Linked DNA regions of Mus musculus: all the other regions are linked to region 3. A link is a contact called in public promoter capture Hi-C data. All regions are on one chromosome and are shown on one strand. Each heading gives the region's core, a stretch centred on a gene start, on an enhancer-like site or on the middle of the called end of the contact. The rest is flanking DNA. Distances are from core to core; before and after follow the strand shown. Region 1 holds the start of Nap1l4 (nucleosome assembly protein 1-like 4). Region 2 holds the start of Ppp2r2d (protein phosphatase 2, regulatory subunit B, delta). Region 3 holds the start of Phrf1 (PHD and ring finger domains 1). Region 4 holds the start of Cars (cysteinyl-tRNA synthetase). Region 5 holds the start of Lrrc27 (leucine rich repeat containing 27). Region 6 holds the start of Bnip3 (BCL2/adenovirus E1B interacting protein 3).

What was found. Promoter capture Hi-C pulls out the DNA fragments that hold promoters and counts their contacts.
Region 1: a contact with region 3 is called in a promoter capture Hi-C map of liver, with 4 times the contacts expected there. The contact joins the promoter of Nap1l4 here to the promoter of Phrf1 in region 3. A contact is called at or near these places in 4 of 39 promoter capture datasets (the C10 cell line, erythroid cells, liver and 1 more) and 1 of 115 datasets of contacts at active chromatin or transcription factors (extraembryonic endoderm stem cells).
Region 2: a promoter capture Hi-C map of pre-B cells shows a contact between it and region 3, with 4 times the contacts expected there. The contact joins the promoter of Ppp2r2d here to the promoter of Phrf1 in region 3.
Region 4: a promoter capture Hi-C map of pre-B cells shows a contact between it and region 3, with 2.9 times the contacts expected there. The contact joins the promoter of Cars here to the promoter of Phrf1 in region 3.
Region 5: a contact with region 3 is called in a promoter capture Hi-C map of pre-B cells, with 3 times the contacts expected there. The contact joins the promoter of Lrrc27 here to the promoter of Phrf1 in region 3. A contact is called at or near these places in 2 of 39 promoter capture datasets (cranial neural crest and pre-B cells).
Region 6: a contact with region 3 is called in a promoter capture Hi-C map of pre-B cells, with 2.4 times the contacts expected there. The contact joins the promoter of Bnip3 here to the promoter of Phrf1 in region 3. A contact is called at or near these places in 1 of 39 promoter capture datasets (pre-B cells) and 1 of 484 Hi-C or Micro-C datasets (trophoblast stem cells).

The regions. Positions count from the first base shown.
Region 1 is chr7:143,546,335-143,550,742 of GRCm38.p6, forward strand. Nap1l4 (nucleosome assembly protein 1-like 4) reads right to left here and starts at 2,786. Exons shown (of 16, transcript NM_008672.3): 1 at 2,708-2,786.
Region 2 is chr7:138,843,433-138,847,998 of GRCm38.p6, forward strand. Ppp2r2d (protein phosphatase 2, regulatory subunit B, delta) reads left to right here and starts at 2,954. Exons shown (of 9, transcript NM_026391.2): 1 at 2,954-3,083; 2 at 3,180-3,272. The coding sequence starts at 3,077. It overlaps Mapk1ip1 (mitogen-activated protein kinase 1 interacting protein 1), which reads right to left and starts at 2,835. Exons shown (of 2, transcript NM_001045483.1): 1 at 2,525-2,835.
Region 3 is chr7:141,227,061-141,231,669 of GRCm38.p6, forward strand. Phrf1 (PHD and ring finger domains 1) reads left to right here and starts at 1,728. Exons shown (of 18, transcript NM_001081118.1): 1 at 1,728-1,831; 2 at 4,167-4,282. The coding sequence starts at 4,189. It overlaps Gm51460, which reads right to left and starts at 2,556. Exons shown (of 1, transcript XM_030243134.1): 1 at 1,146-2,556. The coding sequence starts at 2,151. The coding sequence ends at 1,663.
Region 4 is chr7:143,597,642-143,601,816 of GRCm38.p6, forward strand. It overlaps Cars (cysteinyl-tRNA synthetase), which reads right to left and starts at 2,449. Exons shown (of 23, transcript NM_013742.5): 1 at 2,341-2,449. The coding sequence starts at 2,365. It overlaps Gm15579 (a long non-coding RNA gene), which reads left to right and starts at 2,463. Exons shown (of 2, transcript XR_870064.3): 1 at 2,463-2,572; 2 at 2,982-3,217.
Region 5 is chr7:139,211,372-139,215,985 of GRCm38.p6, forward strand. It overlaps Lrrc27 (leucine rich repeat containing 27), which reads left to right and starts at 1,617. Exons shown (of 11, transcript NM_027164.1): 1 at 1,617-1,896; 2 at 3,304-3,588. The coding sequence starts at 3,352. It also overlaps a transcript of Stk32c not described here.
Region 6 is chr7:138,907,784-138,911,965 of GRCm38.p6, forward strand. It overlaps Bnip3 (BCL2/adenovirus E1B interacting protein 3), which reads right to left and starts at 1,723. Exons shown (of 6, transcript NM_009760.4): 1 at 1,580-1,723. The coding sequence starts at 1,610.

The DNA.
Region 1 (4,408 bases), core at 1,536-4,035, 2.3 Mb after region 3:
CAGATGAGCTTCCTCTCAGGAGACAGGAGACCTGACTGCTAGATGAAAACAAATCTATGCTACCATCAACTGTCTTCAAAATGCCTAAAAATCCATTCCAAGACTCTGCTATTTACCCATTTTTACCCACCAAAACAGGCTTACTGATCTATGATTAATAACAGGTCCCAAGTGTAGTCTACGAAGCCTCCATACTACCACTATCAGGTAGTCCCTAGCAAAGGCTGAGGGTAGAAGGAAGTCCCTGCTATTTCCCTAGTACCTTCCTCTACTTTGGCAATAGGTGCAGCAAGATGAAGATGACATCAGCTTCAATTCTAAATGCCTAAATGCACTTCATCTTTCTTGCAGTAGCGCTGGCTGGCCTTGAGCTTCCTGCTTCTACCTTTTAAGAGCTGGAATACAGATACAAGCCAACACACCCACTTACATTTCCTTTTAAGTAAACAAAAAAACCTTGTACTCACGGGCTAGAAGTCCCCAACAGCTCATTACTACTGCCTCTTTTTCAAAACAGGTCACCTGGGGCTGGATGCAAGCAGCAAAGAACTCACTGATGTGCCTATTTCACACTGAGAGTTGCCCTTAGACCTTCAGATTTAAACTACCCTTTCTTAAATTTCTAACTTATTTATGTGTATGGGTGGTTTCCCTGCTTGTCTGTGCACTACTTGCAGAGGCCAGAAGAGGCTGTTGGAACCCTGGGACTTAAGTTATAGACTATTAGAAGCCACCTTATGAGTATGGGACTCAAACCTAGGTCCTCTGCAAAAGCACACAATGATCTTAACCACCCCTAAATTAACTCTCTTGTCTAGGATTTTTTTTCTTCCAAAAACCAAAATTTTAGGTACTGGCAGTTAAATTTTTATACAAATACAACATAAACTTTTATACACAACATAAAGACAGCTAGCAGGGACAGTATACTTTCACTAACAAGAGGCAAACAGGAAAAAAAAAGTGAGATAGGATCTTGCTGTTTTTCCAAGACAGATTTTAAACAGTTCCAGAGCAGTTGGGAATCTAGGTGTATACTGCCATATCTATCTTAGCTGGGGCATTTTAAGACTCAAGTACAAAGTCAGACCAAAGTGGTGAACTACCTCATTTCTAAGAATACCACCCCTGCAGGAGATTTATTGCCCACTGGTATATTCTATATACTCAACTACACAAAGCCAAATGGCCAGCTCACAAGCCATGATTTCTGAGAAGATCCCAAAATACATACATTTTCCCCCAGAACTTTGGTAATACAATTCCAGAATTTTCAAAAAACGATAAAATCACTATTATTTTCACCAGCTATTCTATATTAACTGTGAAAAACAGTTCGGGATTTAAAGCTAAAACATCAAAATGTGTTTAAATGTTATGACACTGTGAACCAATATTGGTCAACTAAGGGGGGGGGTTGAGACCGACAACTGAGTTTTACAGCATCTACTTTAGTTAAAATGATACAGCTGTAGACTACCCGACAGGTGAACTATACTCTAGTCCTATCAAAGCCCTGCTTTCTCTGAATCTTACTGTTCATCTGAATATTTGTTTCAATACGTTATTTATTTAATAATAAACATTTATTATTAAAACTGAGCCAGATTAAATCTATTTGAATTTAGATGCAAGGTACCATCACACTTAACCTATCAGGGACTTAATTTGCAATACAGGTCGAATACTCCTATACCAAAAAAAAAAAAAAAAAAAGAAGAAGAAGAAAAGAAATCAGAACGTCCCAAAACCCACTTCTTTTCGAGCACATTTTGGATTTCCAGATTAGGTACGCTCATCTGTCAGACCTACAAATATTCCACAAACCGAACCACTTCAAAACCCAGGCGTTTCTTGCTAATGCACAGTCAGCCTGTTGCACCTACATCACGTACTATTGTGAATGAGTTAAGACACGTCAGGAGCTTAAAGGAGCCCCTGGTGTGTAGTAAGCGGAGATTAGTCACCGAGAGGAAGCAACTACTATGACAGGAAGGCGGCAGTAACTTAAAAGCATTTAACTTTTGGACCAAAAACTTAAACTTGAGTCTTTTTGCTGTGGAATATGCATATGCTCGTTACCGCAGCGCACGCGCCGGAAGCTACCGCGGAAATTCCTCCAAGAGGCAGCGAAGCAGAGTTGGAGGAAGTGCGGGCCAACTTGCCCCAAGGATACCCTCGGAAGAAGGGGTACTGCTGACGACCCTGAACCCGTTAGGGGCGCCCGGGTCTGAAGGCTCAGTGTGTGTCACTAGGCTGGCTCCGCCTCCACCGCAGGCTCAGAGAGTGAGGTCTGGCTCAGAGACCGGGGCACTGTGCGGAGAGCATGCAAAGCCCGGAAGGGCGAGGCGGCGGCCCAGTAGACCCCTTCCTTCCCAGGCGCGGTCTGAGACGAGGCGTACCCAGGCCCACCTCGCTGGGGAGGCCTTGTCCTCTCAAGGAACCGCCTGCGCCGCTTCGCGTGGGTTCTCGGGCGGCGGGAACAAAGCGCGCTGACCTTCAGCCGGGGGCGGGGCTGCACGGAGGAGGGACCGGCCCGCCATCCGCCGCCACCCGCCACCCGGACCTCTGACCCGGTCGCCGCCCGCCTCTGCTCGCCGCCATGGCGCGTCGGCCTGCCCGCGCCGCCCACTCCTCCCCGTCTCCGCCTCCTCCGCCCCAGTCCCTCGCCAGCCGCCCGCCGCGCCGTTACCCGCCAGCACCGCACCTCGCGCCTCCTGCGGCAGTGGCGCCTGTCCTAAGCTCGCTCCGGGGCTGCACCGCCGTGGTCGCCAACAAAACCACCTGCCATTGGCCGTATCGCCGGGCTCCACCCTCTGCGAGCAAAACGGGCGACGAATGGACAATAGAGCTGTTTATCAACTGCACCAGGCACTAGGAAAGGCGGTATCCAATCAAAATCTGTTGAGGGAGCACGGCGTCCAGCCTAAGCCCGCGAGCTATATGTAGTTAGAGTAGTGACGTGTGTTCCGGCGCACGCGCAGTTCGTGCTTCTTTAAAGGGGCTGCTGGGCGCGCGTGTAGGACTTTGGGCTTGTTACAACCTCTAGGGTTTGAGCTTCCTGGACCACATCGGCAACGCTCTTTCCAGATTACTTACAACTCCCTGCCTTCCCCCGGCCTGGGAAAAGCACCGCCTACTTCTCAAGGCCTTCTGACCCTCTGTCTACAGTGCCTGCCTGGCATGGGACTACCCTTCTGATAGAAAAGTTCAGCACATCTGTACTGGCTGGTTTTGTGTGTCAATTTGATACAAACTAGAGTTATCTGAAAGGAGGGAGCTTTGAGAAAATGCCTCCATAGGATCCAACTGTAAGGCATTTTCTCAATGATTGGTGGGAGAGGACCCAGCCCATTGTGGGTAGTACCACCCCTGGGCTTATTGGTGGTGTCTGTAAGAAAGCAAGCTGCACAAGCCAGTAAGCAGCACCCCTCCATGGCCTGTGCATCAGCTTCTGCCTCCAGGTTCCAGCCCTGCTTGAGTTCCTATCCTGACTTCCTTCAGTAATGAACAGCAATATAGACGTGTAAGCCAAATAAACCCTTTCCTCCCTAACTTGCTTTTTGGTCATGGTGTTTTCATTGAAGCAATAGACAACATCTGATAAGAATAAATAACTTGCTTGCAGATAATGTGTGTTTTCCTAACAAATTCTACGAACAGGGCAGTTGGAAACAAAGCTGGGTATGGTGCAACATGCATGCCTTCAATCCCAGTACTTCTGAGATAAGAGATACAGGTGACAGAATGAGCAGTTTGTCACTTCCAACTATGTAGCCAGTGTGGGGCCAGTCTGAGCAACATGCAACCCTGTCTGAAAAACAAAAACTTAAAATGAAGTGTGGTTACTGAAGGCCAGAAGGTCTACAGCATTGTTTTTCTGTATTACTTCTCTTTCATTCTTAAATTGGAACTATGTATAAACAGTTTCGCTTACAAAATTAAGGAAAGTAAATAAGCTCGTATGTTTTTACTTACATTTTTTTCTGACATACATTTTTTTTTCCTGACATTTTGATTGGTTAGTGGCTGGTTTTGCTTTTCCACGACAGGGTTTCTCTGTGTAGCCCTAGCTGTTCTGGAACTCGATCTGTAGACCAGGATGCCCTCAAACTCACAGAAATCCACCTGCCTCTGCCTCTCCGGTGCTGAGATTAAAGCCGTGCAGCAGCACCACCAGGTTTTTACTTCATTTTTATTTGGGGAGTGGATGTGGTTAAATCAGACAAGTATAGAAAATAGTTTGGTAGCCAGGGACTTATTTGGTTTGGACTACACATAATGCTTTTCTAATAATGCTCTGGGCAGTGTAAAAGTCCCCCCAACATATTTTTAAAAAAGATTTATTTATTGTATATAAGTACACTGCAGCTGTCTTCAGACACACTAGAAGAGAGCATCAGATCCC
Region 2 (4,566 bases), core at 1,704-4,203, 2.4 Mb before region 3:
TTAGGCCATGACAGTCAGCACTACTTGGAAGTGCACCTACTCCACTCCCGCACCAAAGCCACCGAACTTTCCATGTCTAAGGTTAGATAACATGCACCATCTCTATCCCCTCACCCCTTCCTCAACCCCTATCACCCATCAAGCTCACAGATGCTACTCAACAGCTTCAGCACCCATCTTTCTGGCTAAAAGCCCAGAACCCCACCCCATGCTAAGTTCTCATGCACTCCCTCCTATCAGCCCGCTTACATAGTAGACAGAGATGGCTCAGAGATGGCCTGCTCCTGATGGACTCTGAGCTCCTGTACACAAAGACTAGGTCGGTCTCACTCAACAGACACACAATATTTGTTTCATTAGTTACTAACAGTTGCTATGGAGACCTTAAGATCACAGAAGGCAGGGGCTGGAGCAGAGTGGCTTAAGGTCTCTAAGGAATGACCCACAAGGGTTCTCGGTCTAAGGACAGAACCACATCCTTAGAGAGGAGGACAAACAGACAAGAGAGGAAAAGTGGATAGAGTGGAGGTGGAGAACAAGGCAGGTACCCACCCCATTCCACATTAGAGTAAGCAATCGAAAACGATGGGGCTCGAGATGGCTCAGTGCATGAGAGCACTTGCTTCTCCTCCAGAGGGCCCTAGTTTGGTTCCGAGCACCTATGTCCCGCAGCTCCCTACTGCCTATAACGCCAATGCTACAGGATCCAACACCCTCTTCTGGCCTGGGCATAGATGTGCATATATTTTAAAAAGTTAAATTTGGCCTATGCTGGCTCATTTCATGTCAACTTGACAGGGTGGGGTCATCTGAGAGGAGGGTACCTCAATGGAGAAAATGCCTCCCTCAGATCTACCTGAGGGCAAACCTGTTATTTTCTTAATTGGTAATTGATGGGGAGGAGTCCAGCCTATTATGGGTGGAGCCACCTCTGTCCCGGTGGTTCTGGGATCTGTAAGAAAGCAGGATGAGCAAGCCATGAGGAGCCAGCCAGTAAGCAGCACACTTCCATGACCTGCATCAGCTCCTGCTTCCAGGATCCTGCCATGATGTCCTTCAGTGATGGACTATAATGTGGAAGTGTAAGCCAAATATACTGCCTGCCACTAATTATTAAGGCAGCTACTTACAGTTCTGTCCATTCGGTCTGTCATTCTTCATTAAGAAGCACCCCAGTACACACAGACACACATGTGACAGTGCTGTCTAGCTACATAACTTAAACATGCAGCTACAATTAGGCAGATAGGAATATCGAGATCACTTGGCATTACTTGAGATACCCATGCCTACATGGAGTCTGGATAAACTTAAGTTAAACCCCAGTTCTGCAAGCAGTCTCAGAATGCTTCTTCCCAGGCTTGGAATTCCGTCCTCAGGCTCCTCCCAAAACGTCCTCCCAGAACTATACATATGCTCTTAACTCTCCTGATGCTCTGGAGTGTCATCTGGGTGACATTCCTATATCCTCACTACTCCATGTCTCTTATTCTTCTCCATTACTCTCATACACCCAGACACATGCAGCTCATTTTATCCTCCTACTTAACTCAGAGACAGTTCTTTCAGAAACAACCCTGAGTGCTGCTACTGATGGAAGGCCCTATTTCTTCATGACTTTCTCCAGCTCTTGGCCATAGCCAGCCCTCTCATCAGAGTTCACCCCCTGAAAACAGCTTCCTGCTCTGTCCCGGACCACCTTGCCTCCACTGCTATGACTAGCCTTCCTTGGCCACTTCTGTTCTCCCCACAGCTTCTTGCTGCCCTTTAAACACATTAGCAAGCTTAGGTGTGCTCCGTGCTTGTAAACCCAGCGCCAACGAGGTGGAACCAGACGTATTTCAATTTAGAGACCAGCCTCATGTTACATGGCAAGACCCTAATCAAAGTGTGTGTGTGCAATTGAATTAAAAATAAAACATCGGAAAGAAAAGGTCAGGGTGGCCCAGCCTGTGCACTAGCTGTTCTCATTTCTAGCAGCCGCCCAAGACGTCAGCCTGAGATTCTTTCTTATCTCCTCTAATTGCTCTCCTAAAGATACCAACTGCTCCAATCTCCTTCCCCTGCTTCTGTGTTGTATTTAACTCTAGTCCACTTAACTTTCCCCAGGTTTTTCTTATTGTCTCTTCTCCGCTGAAGAGTAAACTCCACCAGGACAGACACATCACCTCTACACAAGCAGCATCCCAGCCAAGACTGAGAATAGAAAAAGCACTTGCTAAAAGGCAAAACATTTTTGAAGTGGAGAATGCTCTGGTTTGGAACAACTGCCCTCTAGTGGTGCAGTACGCTCACTGCCAACTTCATAGTGATTTCGGATAAGTCAAGCCCACGAACAAATAATTCCTCTTCATGCTAGAAAAACACACCCACAAATAAAGCAAATGTCGAGAACGGTTCCCTAGGGGCTATACTGAGAGCTCAAAGAATCCCTGAAGTAGCACTCTGATGAGATCAGTGCTCAGAAGCTACGATCAAAGATTCTGGGGGCAAGAGAGCCTGGATGATGGGCAAAATTACGCACGCAGGTGCTGGGTTCCAGGTGCTCCGGGGATCAGAGGCCCCGCCTGCCCACGGCCGAGCGCTCTCTATTGGCAGATCCACGGAGGTTCCGCGTTCCCGTTGGCTCAGCTGTAGGAAAGGCCCAGGCCTTCGAGCATCCAGTCCAGCCGGCCGCAGAAGAAAGTCTGAGGCCTTAAGAACGTAGAGGGCGTCGCGTCCTAGCCTTGACACGACTCGAGAAGGCCGCCTCTATCTGCCAGCGGACTAGTCCAAGACACTCCTCTCCTTGGACCGCAGCGGCTACGTAGGTCCAACCTCAAGACAGCTCGCGCAGACGCAGTCGGCGCACGGTGCGCCCCCGGCAGCCCCCGCGGCACTGACCGTCGGAGGAGGCGGAGGGGGATGACGTCATCCGGCGGGGCGACGGGCATTGGGCGCCATTTTGAAAAGGGGAAAAAATTCCCTCCCCGGCGGCGGCGACGGTGGCGGCAGCGGCGGCGGCGGTGGCGGCCGGGGCTGAGCGCTCGGAGCGCCTCGGTCGGCCGCGCTCGGCTGGGCGCGTCCCGCCCGCGCCATGGCAGGTGAGGGCCGTGCGCGAGCGAGCGAGCGGGGCGGGCGGGCGGACTGGACGGTGGTGGGGCGGGGCGGGGCCGGCCTGACGGCGCGCTCTGTTGCAGGAGCTGGAGGCGGCGGCTGCCCGGCGGGCGGCAACGACTTCCAGTGGTGCTTCTCGCAGGTGAAGGGCGCTGTCGACGAGGACGTGGCGGAAGGTGAGGCCCGACCGACACCCCACCCCAACCCCCGAGCCCCGCAAGGTCATGCTCGCTCAGCCGCCGGTCCGGACGCGGCCGCCTTTGCCCGCCTGACCGGCGTTGTCCCGGGAGACCCTCGGCCGGCCAGCGGCTGAAGAGAGGGAGGGGTGTCCGTAGGGAGACGGCTGCGGACGCGGGGCTGGGGAGAGACTGCGGCTGAGTCCCGCTTCGGGGATCTGTTGGGGAGACGGCGGTGGACGCTAGCCTTGGGAGGCTATGGGGATGATGGCCATGACGCCGGCCTCAGGGGTCGGTGGGCACAGATGGCCATGGAGGCCAGCCTCGGGAGGCTATGGGGAGACGACCGTGGACGCCGGCCTCGAGGGTCTGTAAGAAGGTAAGGCCGGGGCAGAGGTATCGAGCCATGTAAGGAAGATGCGGCCACAGGTCTTTGGAGTCTGGGGTGTATAACGATCTTAAATGCATGTCTCACTAGCGTCTGTACGGAGTGAAGAAAAAGGACTGTAGACACTAGGCAGCGACCCCGGGATTCCGCTAGGAGTTGGTACCACGGGGTGAGGTGAGGTCCATTTTTGTGAAAGGAGAGAGATAGGGGGGCATGGCAGTTGATCTTGAGGCCCTGTGGGGTAAATCAGGTCCCAGACACTAATGTGGGAGCCCATGCAATATAAAGGGTCTTTCATCTATCTCCCTGGCACCCGTATAAGGTGGAAGGAGAACCATGCAGGGTTATCAGTCTCCGGGGGCCCATGCTGGACTGGACTCAGGACGGGATGGAGCACCGAGTGCTCTGGATACCCTGTTTGTGGTCGTAGGTGTGCTAGTCTGTCCAGTCCAATCTCTGGCCAGGTAGACGTCGGTCAGCCCTGGATCTCCACCTCTTGTTGTTGAGCAAGAGGAACTTATTTGTCATGGGGTCTCCTGAAGCGCTACAGTAGTGGCGGTTTTCTTTTTTTAACTGAGTAGTGTTTTCTCTTCCCACACTGCTCTTTAAAGTCACTTCTCCAGACTTTGTTTTTTGATGTTGTCCCATCCAGCCAAGTCCTGGGATTTCAAACACACACTGTGTGTGTGTGTGTGTGTGTGTGTGTGTGTGTGTGTGTGTGTGTGTGTGTGGTGAGCATAGGCCTGCCTGTTCGTGCTCCTGCACGTGTGGAGGTTAGAGGACAACTTAGCAGAGTTGGTTCTTTTTACCACGTGAGTCCCAGGGATGGCCATCAGGCTTGACAGCGAATGGCTTTACCTGCTAAGCAGTCTCATCCACCCACTTACAGTTTATTTTTGTTTTTTG
Region 3 (4,609 bases), core at 478-2,977:
GTAGTCTAGACTGTTTTTGAACTCCCTGTGTATGCAAGGATGACCTTCTATATAATCTTGCCTATGCTTCCATATCTAATTTATTTTGTGCCAGGGATGAACCCATGGCTCTGGGCATGCCAGTCAAGCACCCCTCCATCTTAACCACCCCCCTGCTCCCAGGTCCTTTCTTTCCTTTGAGACAAAGAGGGTCTCTTTGTAGCTCTGGCTGTTCTGGAACTTGCTATGTGCTCCAGGCTAGCCTTGAACTCACACTGGTCCGCCTGTCTCTTCTGAGAGTAAAGGTTATGTCACCCTGTCCAGCCCCAGATCCCTTCTTGATGTATGTGTTTGCTTCTCCTTTTCTTGTTTTCTTCAGTACCCTACCCTTGAGTTTCTTTGTAGAATCTGGACTTTTTAGCACTGAAAGTCCCAGGTTCCAAAGCTGGTCCCCACTACCACCACATTTTATCTCCAAGGCAGCCTTTTGTCCTCTGCTCTCTGGGGATAACCCTAGCTTTCCCTCTTCTAAGTAGACTCCTATCTCCTCATCTTCATATTCTTCCTTCCCTCTCCTCCCTGCCCCTCTCATCCAGTTTCTCAGTAAATCTACAGTCTGTCTTCTCCTCCTTTCTTTTTCTTTTCTTTTCTTTTCTTTTTTTTTTTTTCTTTCTTTCTTTCTTTCTTTCTTTCTTTCTTTCTTTCTTTCCTTTTTTTTTTTTGTTGTTGTTCTTGTTGTTTTCGAGACAGGGTTTCTCTGTATAGCCCTGGCTGTCCTGGAACTCACTCTGAAGACCAGGCTGGCCTTGAACTCAGAAACCCGCCTGCCTGCCTCTGCATCCCAAGTGCTGGGATTAAAAGCGTGCACCACCACTGCCCGGCTACAGTCTGTCTTCTATTCCTATCAAAAGCCATCCCTTCTGAGCCACAGTGGTCCCTGGACCACAAAATGGGCAGTTGAGTCCAGTGAGCCATGATTGCCACCTGTTTAGTACCTCAGTGTCCTCTGATCCCCTCAGCCTCTAGGTCAGTCTCAGTTTTGTGGGTCTGAATTTTCCCTGAGTCCTCTCATGGTTCTTCCCCTAATCCTATTATGCTCCATACTTTGACCCCTCTCACCAGGCCTTTATGCGTACTAGGCAAGAAAGTGTCCTACTGCCAGGCGGTAACCTCTAGTTCTGTTCTTTCTATTAATTATCTGTGCCATACAATTAAGTTCTTCACGGTGTTCACAAGTTACTGTGCCTCTCCTCGCCGGGCTGAAGGGGACGGAGGAGCTCGTATATACAGGATCCATCATGATTAACTGCATACTGGAAGGGAACCTGAAGACCCAGGGGACATCCTGAAGCTTTTCTCTAGCGCTCCTCCAGCCGCGGGCTGCAGTTAAGTCCAGCCACCAGGAGGAGGCGCTCACGGGAGGGCGGGACGGTTGTGGGCGGAGACGTGGTCCCGGGGCCGCTCCCATTCATCGCGGCGGATGGGGAGTCGGACTGTACCAACTGCATGGAGGTGAGACCCACAGCCTGGTTTAGTGCACTGGTGAGAGCTCGGACAGCACACGCTCAGCAAAACACTGCTCTCCTCTGACAGTACTTGTGATGGGCTAGTCGGTGTTCTGAGAGGAAGGGGACGCGCTAACGTCTCGTCATCCTCCGCCGCGAGTTCCTCCCCGTTTTGGCCTTAGTAGTTTCCACCAACGGGCAGGGCAGAAAGTTCCGGAAGAGTATGGGTGCACTTCCGGGTCGGGGAGCGCGCGGCGACGGCGGCGGCGGCTGACCGGCCTACTTGCGGTCGTGTTCGGACAGAGGCGGGATCGTCTAGGAGCGTCCGGGAGGCGCGAGGTTCCCGGGTACGTGCGGTAGCCGCTCTGGCCCGGTGTCCCTGTCGCGTCCGGCCGCGCGGGCCACCTATGGTGGCCGTACGCTTTGTCTGTGGCCTTCCGGGCCGGCTAGGCCTACGTCGCTCTGGCCGCGGGTCGGTCCGGAGGACGAGAGGGTGGCTGAGGCCTCGAGCTGAGCCCCGGAACGTCCGGCTGCGACCGGGAGGCCCATGGGCGTGGTGCCGGCCACCTGTCTGGTCATGCGGGAACCTGGACTGGTGCATAAGAAAGGTGTGACCCCTAGCTACCTGGTTTTCTGTCCTGATGGCCCTCGCCCTGGCCAGCACCATCTGAACTTGCCCAAATTGTGCTTGATGTCGCGATTATCGTTTTCCTTAGTTCGAGGAGCCCTCCCAGCATTCTCGAGTAGGCACCACTGTCGGAGCTTTACAGCCATAGTTCGGAGAGGTAAAGTCACTTGTCAGTGTTACATCGCTGCAGAGTGGCAGAGCCAACATTGCTTTCAAACCTGTCTTCCTGTCTTGTGTTTGAACCCCGGGTTGCTCCCATCGTGTCTTGAAAGGAGTACTCTGCAACAGAAAACAGTAACGTGTCTGGCGACTGTCATCTTGGCCAGTGGTTGGAAGCACAGTTGGAGTTTGAGATTGACTTGCAGCTCGGCATTCCTCCTTTCTCCCCATAGACCACTCTATACTCATTCCTCTGGGAAGAATGCTGAGTGAAAAGGGCAACCTGTGGCGTCACTCAGCACTGAGAGAAAGCCAAGACTTGTGTGAGTGAGGTTCACAGAGTTCCTTATAGCTCCTCTTTTCTGAAAACTGGGACCATGACCGAGGTCCCCGTCATGAATGGGCCAAAGCTCTGTGTCTATCTCAGTCTGCATTTTCTAATATCAGAGACGGTGTGTTTCAGCAGGAGTCTGTGGCAAATTCTCTGAGCACCAGGTAGACGTAAGATAGTTTATCAGAACTCTTCTCCCTTTACTGTTCCCAGGCAGGAGCAACATGTGACAATTGACATTCCTTAAGTTATGCCCTCTGTGTTTAGAGACCATCAGCTCTTCTCCTGGCCTTTGACCTCTTGGAGAAGGGTTTCGCCCTTCCCTGTGGCTTTGAGTGGATAGCCTGTGTGTTCTTGAGGCCGATGGACCTCTAGGATCTGGGGCCCCTGATCTTGAGCCCTATTTTTCAGCTTTCTTATGCTGTTTTGTTTTGTTTTGTTTTTCTCTGACTGTGGACATTAGGTTTGGTGGGAAGCATAGGGTACCACAGGATAGGCTAGTGAGTTTTTGAATGAATTTTCTGTGAAAGGGGCTTCCTCTGGAAGTAACTGGGAAAGTTAGGTGGCACAGAGGAGTAAAGACCACATATATGAATAGGTTCTTATTTGGGGAACTAGAGCTTGGTACAGAAGGAAGGTCATATCTAGTGACATTTATGATCCTTCTTTCTCTCTTTTGTTTTTTGTTTTGTTTGTTTGTTTCTGAGACAGGGTTTCTCAGTGTCTCCCTGGCTGTCCTGGAACTCATTCTGTAGACAAGGCTGGTCCCAAACTTAGAATCCGCCTGTCTCTGCCTCACAAGTGCTGGGATTAAAGGTGTGCCACAACTCCCTGGCTCTCTCTCTTTTGTTTTTGAGGCAGGGTTTCTCTGTGTAGGCCTGGCTATCCTGGAACTTGCTCTGTAGACCAGACTGGCCTCAAAGTCAGAAGAGTGAAGACAGGAAGTCTTTTAAACATTGTTCTTACAGGCTTGCAAAGGAGGACTAGCAGGTGTTCCAGCTGACAAAGTCAGGAGAGGGACAGCCCAGCATCTTCTGCCTTTCAGCCTGGGCCACAGGAATGCCATAGTCCCCAGGAACTTCATCTGAGGTTTATAATCTGATGGTGGCCAGCTGAGCAGAGGCCAGTGGGCCAGCATTGGCCAAGAGTGACATGCCCACTTAGTGACAGGCAAATGGGCGACTCACCACTGGAGTCCTCGTGATGACCGGCTCTCAGGTGAAAAGTGCTGCTCTGTTTCAGCGCATATGTCTGTCTGGTTCATTTCTGTATTAGGACTCTTCAGGAATGCTTGGGTGAGAGCATTGCTAGTCCTCAGGCACGAAGACCCTGCTTTGCATTTGGTTCTGGAAACTAGTCACTGTCTCTTATGAAGATGTATTTTATGTTTTATATTTGCACATGGCTCTATGACTAGGGTACTGTGTGTTGTGTCTCACAGCTCAGATTCTACATGTGTGACAGTGCTTAGGCCACCAGGGAGGTCCCTATTGGGAATGGCACCTTTTAGAGTGGGCTCTGTAGCCAGGGAAGGTTGGAGTTATTTGGTTCTGGTCTCTTTCAGAGGTGAACTCCAATGTGCAGCCATGGATGACGACAACTTGGATGAGCTTGTGGCGCACAGCCCTGGGCCAGATGGACCCCCACGGGTTGGCTCCTCAGAACTGGCCAGTGATGCTGGTAAGCACCCCACTGCCACACCCCAATGCTGGCAGGGTGTCTGCAAAGGAATAGCACCTGGTGCTTTCTCCAGGTTACTAAGCTCCTCTTGGGAGCTTAAATGTCAGCTTTCACTTTTAACCTTAAAAAAAATTGTTATAGAAGTATAGTACATTCAGTTTTTTTTTTTTTTTTTTTTTTTTTGGTTTTTCGAGACAGGGTTTCTCTGTATAGCCCTGGCTGTCCTGGAACTCACTCTGTAGACCAGGCTGGCCTCGAACTCAGAAATCCGCCTGCCTCTGCCTCCCGAGTGCTGGGATTAAAGGCGTGCGCCACCACGCCCGGCAC
Region 4 (4,175 bases), core at 1,199-3,698, 2.4 Mb after region 3:
AGTTGCAACTAAAGGCCATCTCTGTACTGTGGCTTTCCAGTTCCTGAGTGGTTTTATATTGTTTAAAACAGGATCCCATGTAGTCCAGGCTGGTCTCAAACTGGTAATCCTCCTGCCTCATCTCCCAGAGTGTAAGAATTACTGATGTGTAGCCACACATAGCTTTGTTGGATTTGTTAAAAGTGGCTACCTTCTCTGAGTTGCTTTTTTCTTTCGTTTTTTTGTTAATTTGTTTGAGACAAAGTTTCACTATGTATCTATTATCTATGACTGGCCTCGAACTTACTATGTAAAACAGGCTGGCCTTGAATTCTTAGAGATCCCCTTACCTCTGCCTCTGGAGCACTAAAATTACTGAGTGACAGGCACATGCCACCACACACCCATTCCTGGATTTTCATGGAAGTTCTGACTCCTGGATCATCTTCCCTCAGGACTTGTGATCTCCCCTGAGATCTGCACATCATGTATACACTTTTACTTAAAAGCCAAAGAGGAAGCTAGACATGGTGTTGTGATACCTGCCATCCCTATAGGAGACAGAAGGATCGGGAATTCCAGCCTGGGCTATATGAAACCCTGTCTAATTGGATGGATTGATGGATGGATGGATGGATGGAGTCGCAGAGTCCCATTCTTGACAGACCTGGTCCTTACACACCTGGCACTGTTCCAAGTTCTTCCTATGACTACACCACCCTCAGTGGCAGGACCCATTTCCTGTAATGTGAGTATGGGCATAGTTGTGATCCTAGACCTGTTGGGCAGCTCAGGGTGGAGCTGCTGGCCATGCTTCTGTGTTATAGTAGTCTAGGTGGACTTACAAAAGCTGCTGTGGGTGAAGCAGATAGAAACTAGGCATGCCAGTTGAGTGGAATGCTAGAATACAAAGGTAGGTACCACTGTCACTAGGCACATGCTAAGCAGTCTTGTCATCTGGGTACTCAGGTGATCAGAATCCAGCAAGGCCACAGTAACCACAGAGCACCACAGGATGCCTGAGAGATCTTGGAGACAGGTAACTGAGAAGTCAGAGCTCACATCTAATTTCTGGCTTCATCACAGAGACTAAAACCTACACTAAGCATTCTGCCTTTGAAGGCTTGCTTCTCACCTTCCAGGATATGGGCCAAGGCCTTTGCTCTTTCTAGAACCCACTTGCTAAAAAGATGAGAAAAGACACTGCTCTTCAGCGATCTGCCAAGGCCCAGGTCTACCCTGGGGTGACGTAAGTGACTGCTTTCTGAGGGAATCTCCCAATTGGCAATAAAGTAGATTGCCAATGATGCTCTGACAGTGATGCTCTGACTGGACAGGTCTCTGTGGTGACTGCTGACCACACTGGAGATTAAAGCCTTCATAAATCCCCAAGCTCTTTCATGTATGCGTACACGGAGTCCCTGCTTCCTCTGCCCTACTTCCCTAAGTACCAACCTCATGTGCCCTTCCGCCCACCTGCTTGGGCAGAAGACCAAAACAATCTTTGGGCCTTTGCCTTACCCCCAAAGTCCAGCCAGGGCAGGAGGGGGAGTGGTGAGGTCTCATCCAGGTACCAACTAGAGTCAGGCTATTTGAAACAGGACCATCTCTCCTATTGCTGAGTATCCAAGGAAACTTTAGCCTTAACCCAATCAAAAAATTGAAGCTGAGGAAGGGAGGCACTTACAAGACAGGAGTCAGGTCCCACCAAGGAGTACTCTAGCTTCAGGGAGTCATGGCAGCCACCCCCAGGTCCTGGCCTGCCACTGTCCATTGAGACGCTGGCCATCCCCAGAGCTTTGGTTTTGCACTGCCCACTTGGGCCACGGCTGTCCCCACAGGCTTACCGGAGAACGTTTTATCCCAGAGCCCTGGACTGGATACTACTCACCTGAGGATCCATCTCTGCCCACTCCAGTCACTGCCTAATCCAGATCTCTAGCTTGTCACTGCCCACCTGGGCATGCACTGTTCCTAGAGCCCTGACCTAGCCACTGCCCAACCCAATAGCCTCCACTCTAGAGCCCTGGCTGGTCACTTCCCGCCCAGGGATCCTCTGCCGAACAGCCTTTGCCTGCCACTGCCCATTTAAGCCTTTACTATCTTCGGATCACTGGTCTGGGCACTGCCCACTTAGTCCATGGTTGTCCCCACAGACCCGACCTGAGCACTGAGTCCCTGGGTCTTGCTGCCCCCAACCCCTGGCTCGCTTGGCATTACCCACTCGTTCCACCGCTGTCGCCACAGCACTGGCCTGGGCACTGCCTCCTTGGACCATGCTGCCCACACAGCCCCAGCCCGGTACTGCCTACTCGGGCCATGCTTGTACCCAGAGCTCCACAGTCATCCCGCAAACCTCACCCTGCTCCGCGGAGGAACCTGCCATCACTGGGAATCAAGACCCGCGGCCGCCGCCACAGACGCCTTCCAGAATCTGATGCAACCGCGGCGCCGGAAGTCCCGCCCCACCAGTCGTCTTCCGGGCATGTCCAGTAGCTAGGCAACTGCAAACTGACGCCGACGTGGGGCATGATGGGAGAATACTATGGTTTACGCTGGCGCGGAACTTAATAGACACCAAAGGGCTAAGACAGTGAGAAGCGCAAACCCGGGCTGCTGAAGAGGGCTGGGAGGGGCGGGACGAAATGGGGGAGTGGGAGGGGCGAGGAGCTGGGTAGAGGGGCGGGGCAAAACGAGTAGAGATTAAAGAGATGCAAGGGAAAGGGTGGGGCAAGGGACTCAGCGACTGGAGGAGAGGGGCGAGGAAGACGCCTTTTTCTGAGACACTCTCCAAAAGGCCACACAAGCCTGGAAACAGGTGGTTCCTGTTACACTCTCTCCTGAATCCTTTTATTTCCTGTGTGTTCCTTAATTCCTGATGTCGCCTCCCAAGACACACCATCAGAGGGAGGTTTATGAGAAGAAATGGAAAGTATTATTTTAGAAACATAGCCAGGTATATAGCGAGACCCTGTCTCACAATTTTTTTTTTTTTTTAAAAGCTCCGTTTTGAGGTTGGAAGATGGTTCGGTGGTCAAGAGCACGGCTGCTCTTCTGGAGGACACCGGTTTGATTTCTAGCACTCACAACTGCTCACAACCGGTTGTAACTTCAGTTCCATGGGATCCTAACCCTCTTTTGATCCTTGTGGGCTTTGCATGCCTGTGGTGAAAAAGACATGTGTTGTGTGTGTGTGCAGGGAAATAAATAAATACAATTATATATTCTGGTATATATATATTCTGGCAACCATGGTCTTAATTCCTGGAAACTCAGGAGGGAGAAGCAGGCAGTTCTCAGTGAGTTCCAAGTCAGCCATGGCTCCATAAGAGACTCTGTCTCAACATAAATAAATAATTAATTAAAAAATAATTGATACTTGGTAATATGTATTGTTTGGTTATGTACCCTTGGGACAAGGGACTGAGGTGCAAATTTTATATTTCAAAGCAAACCTGGCCTCCAGGTTCTCTCAGCATCCCTCAGTCCCTACCTGGCATACCCTTGCTGTAACCCTGAACTTTCCAGCCCAGGGGCTGGACTGCCCTTCCCCCAGAGGCTCTTCCCTATATAAACCAGATGTTTTGGTCTTCCTCATCGCTCCTCCTGTCTTCTCTATGTTCACACCCTTTCTCTTTCTCTCTCCTCCCCCACCATGGTGACTTCCTTGGCCTCAGTCCTTGGGGCCAGTGAACTTTCGCCTGAGAGCAGCTTCCTAATAAACCTGCCTATATGTACTCTAATCAGGCTTGAATTGGTTCATTTCATGGGCAGCAGAGAAATAATGTATCACATAGGTCTTAGTTAGGGTCTTACTGCTGTGAAGAGACACCATGACCAAGGCAACTCTTATAAGGACAACATTTAATTGGGGTTGGTTTACAGGTTCAGTGGTTCAGTACATTATCATCAAGGCAGGAGGTGAGAGTTAGACCTCTTCAGCTGAAGGCCGCTAGAAGACTGGCTTCCAGGCAGCTAGAATGAGGGTGTTAAAGCCCAAACCCACGGTGACACACCTATTCTAACAAGGCACTCCTAATAGTGCAACTCCCTGGGCCAAGCATATACAAACCCATTATATACATACATAAAGTATTAAACATATTAAAGTGATCAGAGCATATATTGCTAACTTCACAACTTTCTCAAAAATACTGTATTTTTGCTGCCAGTACTTTCTTTTTAAAGTTTTTGAG
Region 5 (4,614 bases), core at 367-2,866, 2.0 Mb before region 3:
AACTACCAGATACAAAAACCAATTTTATGGGCTTCTAAAGGAAATCAAAACTCAAGACAACCGTAGGATGAAGCAGTGGGCTGAGATGCTGCTAGGCTGGAGTACCCAGTGGCTCCCCGAGGTGCCTATGGACACCAGTTCCCAGCACATGACCATTACACCAAGCATCTCATTTTGCCAATCAAATGTGTATAAATTAATGTCTAATTTTGGATATAATTCTATTTTCCTAGTAGCAGGAAAGGTGGAGCATGTGTACTTGTGTGCGTGTGCATGTGTGTGTGTACATATCTGCACACATATGTGGGTGGGTATATGTACATATGTAGAGGTTGAATGTCAACTATGGGTGTTGTTCCTAAGGAGCTGTTAACTTGTTTGTTTTGTTTTTTGACACAGGGTCTCACTGGCTTAGAGCTCCACAGTGGTTGAGGCTGGTTGGCCGGTGAGCCCTCAGAATCCGCTTGCCTGTCTCCAAGAACAGGAATTATAGGCATACACTGCTGCACCTGAACTTTTTAAATGGATTCTGGTGATCCCATGAGTACGTGGCAAGCATTCCACTGAGAGCCACCAGAAAGGGGCCTCTCTGATGGCCTGTGTGGCCAGGCAGGAATGCCCTGCCTGCTCTGTATCCTAACGCTCCTCACAGCACCTCTTGACCCCAAGCTTTAGCAACCTGTAACCAATGGAACACTCGGGGGGATTCCAGCTGCCAGCCGCCATCTCTGCAGTGTTGAAGGGACATCAGGAGACATTTGATCAGAGGGCTACTGGGCTCCCACAACTCTTGAGTTTCCTAGGTTTTCTTGTTTTCTTGTTTGGGGATATTTTCTTACAACTTACTCCCATCTCACTTTCAGTCCTAAAGAATATATTAGTAAATGAATTGAAAATTCTATTCTATTATTTAAATTTATTATTGCATTCATATAGGGGATACCACAGGACAACTCTGTGGAATTGGTTCTCCCCTACCTAGGTTCTAAGCATTAACTCATCTTGCTGGCCTGAGTAAACAAAATTTGCTGTTGTTTTGGATCTAGACTTCCACTTTGGTCCCATCTTATACTTTCAGTTCCATCCTGCTTTGCTACTTCAAAAATGTTTAGCAAGATTATATCACTGAGCACGTTAGCTAAGGGCATAATTCAATGTCCAGGCCAGTTCATTTCCGATAGTTTCCCTTAGAATTGATGACGTGTCATGTTGCTCTGTGTGTGACACATTACTCACTAAAAACGGTGGAAATTGCTAAGATCTCAACTTCTGGCCCCCAGAAAGGAGTGACCCATATCACTTCATTGGTCAGGATCCTCTAGAATCCGCAGCGGGCCTTCTATCCCCACCAGATCTGATACTAAGGCAGTTTACCACGTTCCCGTAATTTCTCTTTTCGGGAGGGATCCTTTTTCTCTAAAGGTTTAGGGTCTATGGACTTGGTTGACCTGCCTCCCAGAATACCCTGCTCTGCAGGTTTCTAAATGGAAAAGGACAGCCTCCAAGTTTCCACACTAGGAGAGTCTGTGCAGATCCAGGCCCCAGGACAAAAGGGCCAGCAAACCCGGCACCAGCCTGGGAAGCCGAGAGCGCAGCACTGCGGCAGCTGCTTCTGCGCAGGCGCGGAGGGCAGCGGTCAGTTCCAGAGGCCTGAGGCCCGAGGGTCCATGGCCCTGGAAGACGGTCTGGTCAGCAGAAGCATCACTCGACCTCCTTCGGGTCCCCAAGCCCTCCCCGAATCCACCAGCCCATCCTCTCGAAGTTTCTTTCTGGCCTTGTCGCCCACCTCCAGCATAAGAGGCGGTAAGCGCACGCGCACCGAAGCTATCCCAAGCCAGACCTGCGACTTGATGCCTTCCGGCCTCCGTACCGCAGCAGCGTCTCCATGGCGACCTGGTAAACCGCGCAGCTCGCTGGTTTGTTAGGTGGTGCCTGAGCCTCTCGGAGGCGGGGCAGCCGACGTGTCAGGGCGGAGTCGCAGGTGGGCGGGGAAGAGCAACGGGGCTGGAGGGTGGGATAGCTGTTACGTCAGTCACCGCTAGCCGGCTGCACTGGATGGGACCCGGCCACCAGGTTGTGGGGCGGGGTCACAGTCTGGCGGGCGGGAGTAGACGCTGGGTTGGGTTGAGGAGACCGCCACAGACTCACAGAGCAGTGAGTCTGGTCTGCTGGGGGTCCTGTGAACGTCAGCCTTTGATGGCGCGGTGGTGGGAGAGAACTATGACTAGATCCCCTACCCTTTTACAGTGGCCGCACCTGGGAAGATGGGATTGAGGTCCAAAAGTCGAGTTCCCCTACCAGCCCAGTCTGGAAACAGCATCACTAGTCCCCTGCCTCCCTCTTGTCCACACATTTTCCTTACAATGTAATTTGATGGAGGCAGAATCTTTCCTCCTAATTCCAAGGTGTAGAAAAAAAATACAATAAGCCGTAGACTATGCAAAGGCTTGGAGACCTTAGGGAGACCCATTACCCAGCTTGGGGGGGGGGGTGGCATATCTCCTGCCAACGCAGACCTAGGTTCCCCATGAATTGTACACCTTTAAGACCAGCTCCTTAACTGAAAAGTCACCCGCTCCTTAAAGGAGAGTGAAACTAGGAAAGTGTGCCAGCATTTGGCAGATCTTTCAGCCATCCTCTTTGCTTGGATGGTTTTGCAAGTAATACCCTGGCTAAGCAACAGGATTATTGAACTAAGATGCAAGATTGTCATTGCCCAGGTTTTTCCCTAGTGCCCACCTAGATACCTCTTTGGTCTGGTCTGGGCCAGTGTGGGAGGCAGGGGTTGGCTTCCTGACTTCAGAGTCTTGGATACAAGAAGCAGAGGAATTTCCAGGGTGGAAATAGGAAACTGTCTTATCTCTTCCCATCTTACAGGTGTTTTGCAAACTTGAAAAGTCCCCCGGTGTTTTCATCCTGGATGCTTGTTTCCACTGGTATCTTCCAGTTAGACTGTAGTCAGGTGGCTGTTTGCTTGTCATCTAAGCACTTTGGAGGTGCATACAGGAAGATCAGGAGTTAGAAGTTCACCACAGTGAGTTGGAGGCCAGCCCAGACTACTTGAGCCCCCCTTCTCGAATCATAATTGTCATTCTCTTCTTCAAACTTTGTGGTACAGCGTGAGGAGCAAAGAATATAACCAGTACCTCCTTATGTCCCAGCATTTACAAGTTTAAAGCTAAATTCATAGTACTGTTGCTTTTTCAGCAACTCGAGTCCATCCCCCCTCCCCCCACCCCCCCACCCCCGTGTGACTTCTGGTTGCTAAGACACACACACCACCCCCACCCCCCTTGTTTCCAGGTGACTCCATACCAAGAAGGATGAGCAGTGGCCACTGGAGCGCATCACATGGAGGACACCAGCCCCCAAGCAGTGGCCGAGAAGGCTGCTAAAGACCCCAAGGCTGCTAAAGATCTCAAGGATGATGCTGCTGCCGCCACCAAGAGCTTCCCCGATCACTTTTCCAGAGAGGGTGATGATCAAATGGACTTTGAAGGGGTCATCTTTTCTTCCTCACCAGTTTTAGACCTGAGTCAAAGAGGCCTGCGCCATTTGGGAAAGTTCTTTAAAATTCCCAACCTCCAAGTAAGTCCAGATGCTGGGAGGGTTAGGATGCACGCGTGCCTGCAGCCAGCAGCAGAATCAGCTCTGGCCCTTTGTTCCTCTTGTTCAGAGAGGTGAATTCTAGAAGGAGCAAGAGGGTTCACTGGCGTTTCACTGGCTGATCACAACAAAGAGCAATTGAGATGCGGTGCCAGGCAACAGAGAGAGCTAGGTATCGGGATGGGGCAGCTCTTTGCCAACCATGGGTTGTGTTTCTTCATGAGAAAGTCGGGTGGAGATCAGTGCCCAGACACCCTGGGTCTCTGATTTAAAATACATGTTCTTCTGAACTCCCCGGGCACTCTGAAAACACTTGAAAATTTTCTCTCATTCTCGTGATGTTACACACAGCTTTCCTTTGTGTCAGACCGGCCTTCAGGGAACTCCCTAGTAAAGTTGCCTTGCCCCTGTGCTTTCTGGAGCAAGCAGTGTTGATGATGGCAGACAGGATAGAGGATGCCCCGGCATTGTTGGCACTGCCCTGGTGTCACAGAATGTCCTTGCATTCAGCTTCATCTGGAACTTAGAAAGAGTACTGTGGTATATGGTAAGATGACAGAGTAAAATGCATAAAGACCTTGTCAGAAACTTACATCACAGCACTGAGGTAACTCTGCCCACATCTGCTCTCAAGGCATGAGAGGAGCAAGCACTTTGGCCCTCTTTTTGTATATGAGGTCCTGCTGTGTGACCCAAAGCAGCCTCAGATTCAGCAGTCCTTGTGGCCTTGCCTGGCTGGGTATCATCACCTCCCAGGGGGAGTGCATGGTTAGTTACAGGGCCTACCTCCTTCAGCTGCTGCCATTCACATGTCACTAAGAAGTGAAGCTCTCCTTTCTCAGGAGTCCAATCAAGACGACTGTGTTATATGCAATGCCCATTGCCTTTATTCAGACAGGAAGGAGGAAATTCCAAAGTCTTTCAGGTCTAACCCAGCCTCATAACTGTCCGAGAAGACAGGCATCGCTATCCCAGAAAGTCTGTAGTAACTACCCAGAGCTACAGACC
Region 6 (4,182 bases), core at 473-2,972, 2.3 Mb before region 3:
TGCTCTGAGTTACCCTATTCCAGTACTCCAGGACACAGAATCTCTGGACAGCATAGTCTACACAAGTTCTAGGACAGCCAGAGCTATACAGAGAAACCACGTCTTCACACTAAAGTGGGTACTGTGGCCCACACCTTTAATCCCAGCACTAGGGAGGTGGAGGCAGGCAGATCTCTGGGAGTTCACTGAGAGTGAGACCCTGCCTGGGGGGGGGGAGGGGAGTTGACACTAAAGCATTCATTTTAAAGGTTTGGAAAGCCTCTCTCTCACGTTTACTGACATGCGTTTTACCTGGTGAACTCTTGCTTCAGAGAGTACAAAGGTCAACAGGATCCTCCTCCAGTCTCAGGGCCTGAGACTCAACTCAGACTCAACTCAGGCCCACCAGGTAGCTCTCAGAAATGGACAATGGCACATAGCACCCAGGCTGGCCTTGCAAAACTAGCAGCTGTCTGCGCAGTGCTAACAGTCTGTAAAGGCTGATGCTGGGAGAGCCTTTCTGTTATTTGTGAGACAGGGTCTGGCTACAGAGCCCCGAACTAGCCTGGTACGACTGTGTAGTCCAGGCTAACCTGGAATTTGTCAAGACTCAACTTCACCCACCCCATGATGGGATTTTAGGTGTGTCACCACACCCAGCCTCACTTCCATTTTAACCTACAATCTACTTCACTGCTTGCAGTGAGCCTACTGAACTAAATTATAAGCACTTTACCCTCCTTTTGAGCTGTTGTAGCTCTCTTCCACACTACCTCCAGCCATACCCCCTCTCTGTTTTTCTCTTTGTAGACTTGGCTGTCCTGAAATTCACTCTGTAGACCAGGTTGGCCTCGAATTTACAGAAATCCCCCTGCCTCTGCCTCCTGATTGCTGGGATAAAAGGTTTGTGCCACCACTGTGCGGCTATCCCACCTCTTAACTCTAAAACCTGACAGAGGTCTGAAACCCTGTATCCTCCTCTTCCATCAGGAAGTGGCAACAAAGCAAGCCAGGGGTAAAGATTGGGGGAGAGGGGACACAGCGGCAAAGCCTGTTAATTCCAAATTCCAGCTACTCTAGAGGCTGAACCAGGAGGATCACAAGTTCAAGACCAGTATGTCTTAAAGCAATAAAATGAAAACTGGTAGTGTTGCTCGGGAAATGAGCACTTACCCAGCACGTTCAGATCTGGTTCTGTCCCCAGTACCAAGTAGGAAAAGTGAAAGGCACTACAGTCATAAATATTAATGACTTCAATCAAAGCACTGAAAATTCAACTGCAACCTCTAACTCACTTAAGCAACTCTGAACAAGGGGACGCCAAGGGCCTGAAATCTGAGCTACTCGGGAAGCTGAGGAAGGAGGATCGCAGAGTTCGAGGCTCCCCTGACCTACAGAGTCTGAAAATACAGAACTATGACAGTGTGAAGAACAGAGCAGGAAAGAAAGACCCGGCCTGCCTGTGAAGGTACTGTCTGTAAGATGCCCCGAGGCTCACCACCCAGCCCCGGCTGCACCGAACTGCATCGCGGCCTCCACTCACCGCACCCCAGCCCGCGACCCTACCGCCTCCGCGGCCCCTCTCGGCCCACTGCCTCACCCTGCAGGTTCTCCTCCCCGCTCTGCGACATGGTGGCTCGGCAAAGGAGCCCGAACCCAACTGCGACAGGCCTGGGAGGCGGTCACCGAGAGGTAGCAGGGGCAGCCTGCGCCGCTCAGTTCTGAGGCCAGGCGACACTGGACTGAGGGACAAGGGGCGGGGCGGGGCGGGACGCACGCGGCGGCGGAGCCCATTGGCTGGGGGGCGGGGCCTGCAGGTGGGGGAGGAACGCGGGGGAGCGTGTGGCACGTGCGGCGCGTGCGCCGGCATGGGCGGGGCCTGAGGCAGGAGTGCGCGGGAGGGCGGCTGTTTTTAAGGTCTAATGCAGAAGTGGACCGGGGGCTGTGCCTGAGGCTGGAGTAACTGGGACCTAGGCGGGTAGGGAAGAGTCTGGGGGCGGGGCTCGAGGTCTGAGCCTTGGGACTCCGAGGTGCGCGCATTGCAGAGGCCAAGAGGCGGGTCTTGAAGCCAGGCTGGAGGTGGGCAGACGTGGGCGGGCTCCGAGATAGGCGTGGCATGAGGACGTGCGGCCAGGTTTTTGGGCGTCTGGCCTTGGGTGCTGAGTTTGCCCCTCCTGCTCGCGGTTGACCCATAGTTCCCCAATCTCCTCCGGAACCTGCGAGCGCCAGCAATGGGAGCACACATGGTCTCGCTGTCTCTATGCACGCTTACAGATAGTTTTTTAGGTTGCATCTTTAAGAAAAATGCAGTCCGGGAGTGCTTATGTATAACTCTAGTCCCAGCCCTGGTTCGTGGCCAGGCTGGGCTGCACTGTATGAAGCTGTTTACAACAAAGCAAAACAAAAAATTTGCCAGTATTCTACTGCAGCATCAATGGCGAGTTGGGTAGTGCTGTGGTATGCTGCATGCGAGAAAGGACGGCATTTTTGGACAGGAACGGTTGGAGAGACCTTTGGAGGGCCAGTTTTGAGGATTCTGCATCCTCCCTGTAACCTACCCAGTAGCTTCTCTGTACTTGGAGGTTGGAATTCCCTCTTGATACAGTTCTGGGATAGAGAAGGGGCTTGTGAACCTCAAAAGAAGCTATCTTAGTAGCAGTGGGTCAGGTCACTAGAAGCAGCTTCATTTGGTGTTTTGTTTTTTCCCAGACAATGTCATAACCGAGGCTGGCTTTGAATTGGCTGTGTAGCAAAAGCTAACCTTGAATTTCCGATCCTACTGCTTTCGCCTCCTGAGAGCTGGGATTATAGCTATGCAGCCTTGATTTCCGTTTGTTTTGTTTGGAGTGCTAAGGTTATACGAGGGCCTTGCACATGCAAGTTCACTGCAGCTGAGCCATGTCACCAGACTGAATCTGATGTCTTTTTTTAGACAGATTCGCTTTGTAACCTACTCTGGTCTTAAACTTTTTTTCCTGCCCCAGCTTCCCAGTGGTTCCACCACTCTTAACTGAAAGCTTGCTTTCTTACAGTGCTCGGAGCTCTAGCCTAGGGCCTTCAGAACAATAAACAGATTCTCTGCTACAGACACCAAACCTTTGTCTCAACCCCCCAGGTGCTGGGATTACAGACATACTACCACACCTAGCAAGAAAAAAACAGCTGTGGTCCTGCTTGGTGACAGACTCTGTGTCCAGCAAGAAACAGCTGTGGTCCTGCTTGGTGATAGCCTCCGTGTCCAGCAAATCCAAGGGTTCAATCCCCAGCTTGCATAGATATGTGTGCCTGAATGACAAAGGGAAAGAGAAGGGTCTGGGAATTCTCTACACCAGTCTACTAAGAAAAGGAAAAACGAAAATGTGGATTTGAAGGGGTTAGGGATGTTATAAGTAGAAATTTATGTTTATCCTTTTTTTTTCTTTTTTTTTCTTTCTTTTTTTTTCTTTTTTTTTTTTTTAATGGTTTTTCAAGACAGAGTTTCTCTGTGCAGCCCTGGCTGTCCTGGAACTCACTCTGTAGACCACGCTGGCCTCGAACTCAGAAATCTGCCTCTGCCTCCCAAATGCTGGGATTAAAAGCGTGCACCACCACTGCCCGGCCCTTTTTTATTTTCTATGTATGTATGTATGTGTGTGTGTATGTGTGTGTATATGAGGCTATTTATTTATTACAGGGTCTCTCTAGGTCTCATGGAACTCACCATGTAAGCCAGGCTGGCATCGAGCTCTCAGAAAATCAGCCTGCGTCTGCCCCCTGAGTGCTGTAGACATATGTATTTTTAAGGAGAAAAGGTTGTCCACCTCTTTAGACCATTCAATAAAAAACAGGCAAAGGAGTCAGTTGTTTGTAGTGGAGCACCACGCCTTTAATCCTAGCCCTCTGGGAGGCAGAGGCAGGTGGATCTCTGTGAATTAGAGGCCCAGCTGGTCCACATGGTGAGTTCCAGGCCAGCTGAGTTACAAGGTGAAAGCCCGTTCAAAGGGGGGGAGAAAAGTGGGAGGTGGTGGCACGCATCTTTAATCCCAGCACTTGGGAGGCAGCAGAGGCAGGCAAATTTCTGAGTTCGAGGCCAGCCTGGTCTATGGAAAGCAGTCTGGGAAAAATCTAAGGTACCTGAGTGACTTTCCCAACTTACTCTCAACCCCATGGAGAGTCTCAGTGAATCTGTCCCTCAACGGCTGCAGTACCTCAGAGGCACTCCAT